Regions from separate parts of the Zea mays genome. Here region 1 is linked to region 2. Evidence: chromatin contacts called from public Hi-C data. All regions are on one chromosome and are shown on one strand. Each heading gives the region's core, a stretch centred on a gene start, on an enhancer-like site or on the middle of the called end of the contact. The rest is flanking DNA. Distances are from core to core; before and after follow the strand shown. Region 1 holds the start of LOC103654181. Region 2 holds the start of LOC100384130.

The links. A called contact is a pair of places that touch in the nucleus more often than the background predicts.
Region 1: a Hi-C map of bundle sheath shows a contact between it and region 2, with 2.8 times the contacts expected there. The contact joins the promoter of LOC103654181 here to the promoter of LOC100384130 in region 2. A contact is called at or near these places in 7 of 25 Hi-C or Micro-C datasets (bundle sheath, ear, endosperm and 3 more).

Annotation. Positions count from the first base shown.
Region 1 is chr5:174,545,725-174,549,334 of Zm-B73-REFERENCE-NAM-5.0, forward strand. It overlaps LOC103654181, which reads right to left and starts at 1,634. Exons shown (of 4, transcript XM_008681009.3): 1 at 1,226-1,634; 2 at 101-495. The coding sequence starts at 1,581.
Region 2 is chr5:174,192,126-174,195,717 of Zm-B73-REFERENCE-NAM-5.0, forward strand. LOC100384130 reads right to left here and starts at 1,929. Exons shown (of 1, transcript NM_001176712.2): 1 at 426-1,929. The coding sequence starts at 1,799. The coding sequence ends at 936.

The DNA.
Region 1 (3,610 bases), core at 384-2,883, 350 kb after region 2:
TGATCAGGAAGGATGAAAAAGCAAAATGAGCTCACAGTGGTCTATCAAAGCAGCAGCTCTATTATTGCACAACAACAGTTCACAGTCTGAATGTACTGACCGTATGGCATATCCTCCTCCATGACCCTCGAGATCATGTCTGGATCTGAAGCATAAGGAGCGTAATATTTCTGTGCCCACGGGTGTGGATGGTCAGGTATCTGATACCGAGCTTCGGCGCACCAAGGTCGAGCAGACGGAAGGATCGTGGCAAGAAATGTTGCTGTCCGGAGCAAACGTCCGACTGCCATAGTGAACATATACCTCGAGCCTATTCCGAGTCCAGGACCTCTGATGCAGTCGAACAGTGCCGAAAACGCCAACATGATGAACATCATCAGGTAATGATGAAGGGTGATGATGCGAGCTTTCAGTAGATCGACCACTGTTCGAGGAAGTTTCCCGCTCAATGCTAGGAGCATCCACTGGCCAGTGTCAGGAAGAGGAGCGGTAGATCTGTTGATAGCAGTGGATCTCTGTCAGTAGCTTTTTCTGATATATATTGAACAGTCCAGTGTTTCAGATGAGCATACTATTTTATTGCGCTGAAATATGTAGACTATACAGGGGAAGATGATGATAAAAAAAGACAAAAAAAATGGTCTGTTTCTGGCTCCATCACTATAGGTTGAGGAGTAGTTCTTGTCTGCACCTATGTTTTTTAAAGGAATATAAAACTTCAACCTAGAACATCCACGAATGAATGAGTACAATCATTAAATACAGACATGTACCACTTATTACTTAGACTATACTTTACCACAAGGCACAAGTAATAAAATTTGAAGACACGGGACGATTAATAAACTAGACCTAAGTATGCACCTACGAGTATGTATTTATACAGGCATGCACCGAATGCTGCCATAGCACCTACTATGTATAAGGCAGTGGATTTCATTGCCATAACAACCAACGTCCAAAATGACAAGTTTTCACTTGCTAGGACTATTTCCCAAGCCATACTCCTTTGAAATTTTCGATAAAAATAACTATGATTATATACACGTAGTGAGTAGTGACAAATACAGTCCGCGGTTAAAAGACAACGTCAACGTCGCCAATCCACCATGGATGGATGTAATGTAATCACGCATTTGCGTAGGGAAAATTCTGAAATGTTCAAATATTTGGTCGATCGGTTTCGCATCGCGCGCATCAGTCACGAGAAAGGAAAGGAGCTGACCGGTGCCACTGCAGGCCGAGGACGGTGCTGACGAAGCGGACGGAGATGGCCTCGCAGAGCAGCGCGGCGAGCATGAACGCCATGGCGGCGAAGAACCGCGGGGCGGCGCGGACCTCGGCGCCCCAGCGCCGGTAGAACGGCGCGCGCGCGGCGGTGGCGAGCGCCAGCGCCGCCCAGAGCGCCGGCCGCAGCCGCCCGTGCCAGACGGGGGACAGGTGCTGCATGTAGTCGACGCCCACGTACGCGGCGGCGGCCAGCGGCAGGCCGCCCGACGCGAAGGCGGGTCGTCGCCAGAGACCGCATGCTGCCCAACGCCGGGGCGGGGGCGCGGGCCTCTTCGGCTTCGGCTTTGCCATATCTCCCGAATGAAGTTTTGGAGAGACGGGACGGGAGCTTGTCCCGGGCTAGGCTAGGCCATGTTGTCGATTACGATTGGGAATTCGGAATTGATGGTTGCTGTAAATAGTCACTGCATGTGTAAATATAGCAGTCTCACACGTACCTCAAGCTAGAGCAGGTTTTTAGTGATTTTGGGATATTTCTTTTGCTGAGAACGCTCGACTTTGATGAGAAAAAATTGTTCTTGATTGAAGAAAATGTATTTTGAGAAGAAGAAAAATATACTCAGTGCAGGCTGCAGCCTAGTTTTAAGGATCAATGTGCGTAGCATGACAGACAGGAGCATGTCCAACGCTTTTTATATATTCTGCTTCGGTGCTTCCTCGATCGTCTTTCTTCCCCTCGCTCGGATCCAAAATGTCGAGTGAAGTAGGCAAACGGGCCCTGAGTCTTCTGAATCTGCTGGACCGTTCAAGTCTGTGGAAGCTGTCGTCCGCTTGGTGGTAACGCACCATGCAGGTCGATCGAGCGTCCGTTAGAGCTTGTTGCTCTGGGTTGGGCCGGATTTTGAGTTGAATCCAGAAGGACCATAGCAGATGGGCCAAGCCCAGTTAAGCCGCGCGGGTTGAAGAGTTCCTTTCCTTTCCTTTCCTTCGTTCCCGTGGGCGTAACCCCGTCTAGGAGCAGAAAGCAACAGCGTGAAACAAAACAAGTCGATCGACCGTGCTGATCTGATGCTCCTGGTCCCGTTCATCAGTCACTCCCTCCTCATGTGCTGCCAGCTGCGATGGTGGCTGTCACCTGGATCGGTTCATGTGCCGGCCACCGGATCGAATTCTAGAACTGCCAGCTCTCGCTCGCTCCCCATCACGCGCACGCTCACCTCGTCACCTCGCATGTGCTTCCCTCCCTCCTTCCTCCCCCGGCACACACACACACAAACTCCCAAAGCCAACGATGAGCCGTCCGTCCTCATTCGGGGGAGTCAAAGACGAGGGGATGCTGTGTTGCACATGGGGGTAAAAAAAAATTGGAGAATGAGATAAAAGAAAGGGGTGAGCACGAGGGCTGGCTTGTTATCCAGCAAATGCCCGGATGCTTGCATGCCAGTAGCTCTAATCCTGCTCCCGGCATCCGGACCTCGCCCCCACATGCACACCAGTAGCTTTATTTCTGCCAAGCAGGCAGAGTGCGTGTATAATATGATGGCCGGCTATCTACATGGCTCCATGAGAGGAATGTGTTAAGGTGTATTCTCTACGCAAGCCAGTTAATTAATAAGGAATCAGTGTAGTGTTAATCCTAACCGTTTGATTAATCCGCGTCCTTAGCCGGGGCTATCCTAATCGCTGGAAGTCACACGCCGCCATATATACGAGATTACGGGAGCGGCGGGTTTAGCCCACGCTAATCCTTTGACCATAAACCCTAATCCACATTCTCACAGAGCCCCCAAAGAGCCCCCAACGAATAGACGTGCGTAGTGACTCGCACTAGAAGATCTGCAACTTGAAGATGGCGGACGCGACGGACTCCACGGTCGCACCCCAACGGGCACGGGCCCAATCCCCCTCCTCTGCAGGGCAGTGGTGGCGCCAGCAGCTATGAGTATACATGTCCAGATGGGTCGGACTTGCTGGTCGGCACAGATTTGGCTCGGTCCGAACCCTGCACAACACGCAAGCCAATGTCGGCCTGGCCCGATCACCGGGTAGTGCCTAGGCCTAAGCGTGGCACGACGGGTTAGACTCGACATAGCCCGGTTTAATTTTTCCCCATTTTTCATACATATACATATATTATACTTGAATATAGAGTACAAAACACTAGAAACATGTGTTTGTGTTGGTTACGTGGGTGTGAATAGATGTTTGTAGCTAACAATTATGGTTGAAACCCTCACATATACATATTTTAGCATATTTGTATCATTTAAATGTCATATGCTGTTATGGGCCCGTTAGGCCTGTCGGGTCGTAGCCCGGGCCGACATGGTTATTAACCTAGCGAACCGAGCCTAAACCTCGATCGGGGCAAATGGTTTGG
Region 2 (3,592 bases), core at 679-3,178:
TCTATTTATTAAAAAAGCTGTCGCGAGCGAACGGTGAGTCAGAGACATCTTAAATGTCTTTGGATGGTCGATACCAACCAAAGGTGAAAGGTGTGCGACGAGCGGCGCCGTGCGAGCGCCAAACGCCTCCGGCGCCGTCGGCTGACCAGGCGGACTCGCTCTCTGCTGTCTTGCGCGCGCGTGTACTCATCGACAGATCGATGGCAAGTCACAGAGCCGATCTCTCGCGCCATTGAAAAAAAAGTCAAAGCTCGCTGACGTCGAGCTGGTTTTGGCACTAATTAATTCCATATTGTGGCCATGAAATGAAATCATAAAACATTTTCTTCGCCGCAACGTGAGACCAAGTCCCGGGATCCAGGTCCAGGGTTATCAAACTATGGTACGGAATATATGCATACAATCAGTCATCACCACCTTCGCTTGCCAGTAACATATATTATCACCTAATACTACTAGTAACAATAATGAAAAACGATAGAAATAAAAAGAGGCACAAAACATTAGCAGCCTCCTACCTACCCACGTACATTTGACGAATGCAAACGGAGAAAGGTTTGTTTAAAAGAAGGAAAATTCATACTCTAACCAATCAATTAATTAATGAATCAGTAGCTACCAGCCTACCAGTGGCGGATGCCAACTTGTTTGCCCTCTCGCAACTGACCCACAAGCCAGCACGAATGACGAAACACGACGCGGAAAAAAAAACTCTAATAATACACTACGATTTGTTATTAGAAGAAAAAACAACTGACCCACAAGCGATGAGATTGCAGTAAAACTTAACCGGGTGTTGCTCGGTGAGGCACGGATGATTTCTCGAGTTGCTTGCACGCACAGCACTGCACGTCCGGACGGCAACGGCGAAGTGTCGTAATGGAATGGAACCGATCAGTAGAATTGAATTGTTGTGAGGTCAATAATCTAGAGATTTACAGGTCCGGGAAGTTGGGGCTGCTGAAGAACTCCAGCACGGAGAAGGTGGCCGGCGACGGCATGGTGGGCGTGGACAGCAGCAAGCTGCTGCGCGGGCTGGGGGCGAACGGCGCCTGGTCCAGCAGCCCGGCCGCGGCGGCGCGGGTGCCGGCGGAGGGGAGGAACGGGCTCAGCTCGCTCAGCCACGACAGGCAGCTCGGGTCGAACGGCATCGGCGAGAACAGCCCCGTGGAGGCCGCCGGAGGGAGCGCCGCGGGCGAGAGGATGCCGGGGCGGCCGGCGGGCGGGCCGAGGGCCGCGGAGAGGCTGTCCATGTCCGCCGAACCGGGCAGGAAGAAGCCGTCGTCGTTGGTGGCGCCGAAGTAGGGAGGAACGGCCGCCGGCGCGTGGTGCGGCGGCAGCGGGCGGACGGACCTCTCGATGGCGGCCAGCCGCGCTGCAGGGGACAGCGCGGCGGTGGGCGAGAGGAGGAACTCCCGCGGCTCGAACTCCATCGCCGCCGGGTGCGAGGGCCCCGCCGCGGCGGCGGCGGCGTCGAATTGGGCCTGCGAGGTGGAGCCCGGGCCGGTGAGGCGCTGGACCAGCGCCATGAAGTCCCCCGGCTTGGTGTGGATCACCTTGGGCGAGGCGTCGTAGATGATGACCGGCTGCCGCCCCTGCTGCTGCTGCTGCTGGTGGTACTGGTGCTGCTGCTGCTGCAGCTGCGCGGCCGGCTGCTGGTGCTGGTGCTGCTGCCGCTGCGGCGCGACGGGCGGCTTCCTGACCTTGTGCGAGTCCTTGCTGACGGCGAGCCGCGGCGGGCGCGGGCCCTGCAGCTGCCGGCTCCGCGGCGACGAGCGGTCGCCCGAGGACGCATCCATGTGCGGGGTTTGCAGCAGGCGGGCGGCAGCTGAGGGGAGCGGGAGGAGACGGCGAGCCGGAGCTAGAGGACGCAAGCCGTACGGGCTTTGTAGCTGCGGCCCGGCGGAGGAGGGGAGAGAGGCGGGTGGAATGGTTCAACGCGAGGAGGAAGAGAGCGAGGAGCCGGTCTCCATGTGTGCTGTTGACGACGGCCGACGGGTACCGAAAAGTCGACGGGCTAGGCTGGCTAGCCCAGCCCAGCCCAACCCAACCCAACCGTCTCGCTCTAAATGCTGGCCACTGCTCTATGATTGAGAGGGTCGCTCGCTTTGGAAAGGATGATTAGTTTAATTAACCTATGGATTACGGTGGTGCGTAGCTGAGCAAACCTAAAGCAGCTCGTCATTGATTTCATCCTTGACGACTTTCTTGTACTCGTCTTTGCGGCAGGCGCACCTCGGTCGGCTGAACCTGAACTGAACACGGCAGCGACCTGGATTTGGCTTGATGCACTTTTAGTGCTGCTACTAGCGCTGCCCTCATAGGTAATGAGACAAACCAAGAGAATGACATTCTCGGTGGCCATTTTATGAGAGTATTATTTTTATTAAATGACATGCTACGTAGACAAGCAGAATAATACGACATACAGTTTAACAATAAGAGACACGAGAGACTTTTATAAGGATGAAACTCGTGTACACCGTTTTCTAGACAAATATTGATATGACATTTTAAAAACAGTACGATAAAGCTGTGTATTGAGAATGGTCTAATAAGGTGTATTTTGGCTGAGTCATAATTTAAAGTATTTTTTTGTATGATAACATTATCTAAGACTCTAAATATAAATATTATAAACAATGTATTCCATGACAAACCATAAGGCCCACACCAAGGCGATCGCTCTGACCATATCTATTTCTATTGCTTGCTGATAGTTTATCCAAAATGATACCTGGCAAGGAAACATGGATGATTCTCTGTTTTCTTTAGGGCTACTGTTGGAAAGGTACAAGACGTTAAGACAATGCTGATGGTTTTTGAAAAGGGCTCTGGGCAACTGATCAACAAGGAAAATTGCTTCGTTCTTTTCTAGAATAATGCATACTTTGAGATGAAAGGTATGCTCAAGGAAATTCTAATTTCTACCAACTACTGAAGGCAGCTTTCGTACAACGATATCTTCAACTCTCGTTACAAGACGGAACAATCAAAAGAGAAGCCTTCCAATCAAATGAGTACCAAGCGACATGGCGTGACTGGGTCACGCCAGGGCTGGTGGCCTTCCAACAAGATTGCTAGCACAACAACATTAATCGTGCCACATATGGTGGCGTGACCATATTGCCGAGTTGCACCATGGCTTTTGATGTGACCAAGGTCTTGTTTGGTTATTTTACACCATATAAATTGGAGAAAATTGGGAAAAAAGAATGGCGTTGAGCATCATATTTGACACTTGGGCACGACTGGACGGTCTGACCATGTGGATCGGATGATCCACGAAACTCATGATCAGATTAACTCGAGCGATCATATTTATCCCGCACATTCTTATCCATCTAATCACATGAGATCTGTTGGATCTCGCCTAGGAATAGTTCCAAACCTTCTTTTCTACAAATATAAAGGGGTACGACCGATTGAAAACCCTGAATACATTTCAATTGAATAAATCTATTTACTTTCTTTATCATTTATGCCCTAGGAGTAGATACAACCTAGTCTTAGTTGCCACAACCATCTCTCTTCGACTCTCCGCCGATCAGGGACACCCGGGGTGGCCTGTCGATCCCAAGATATGCATTGG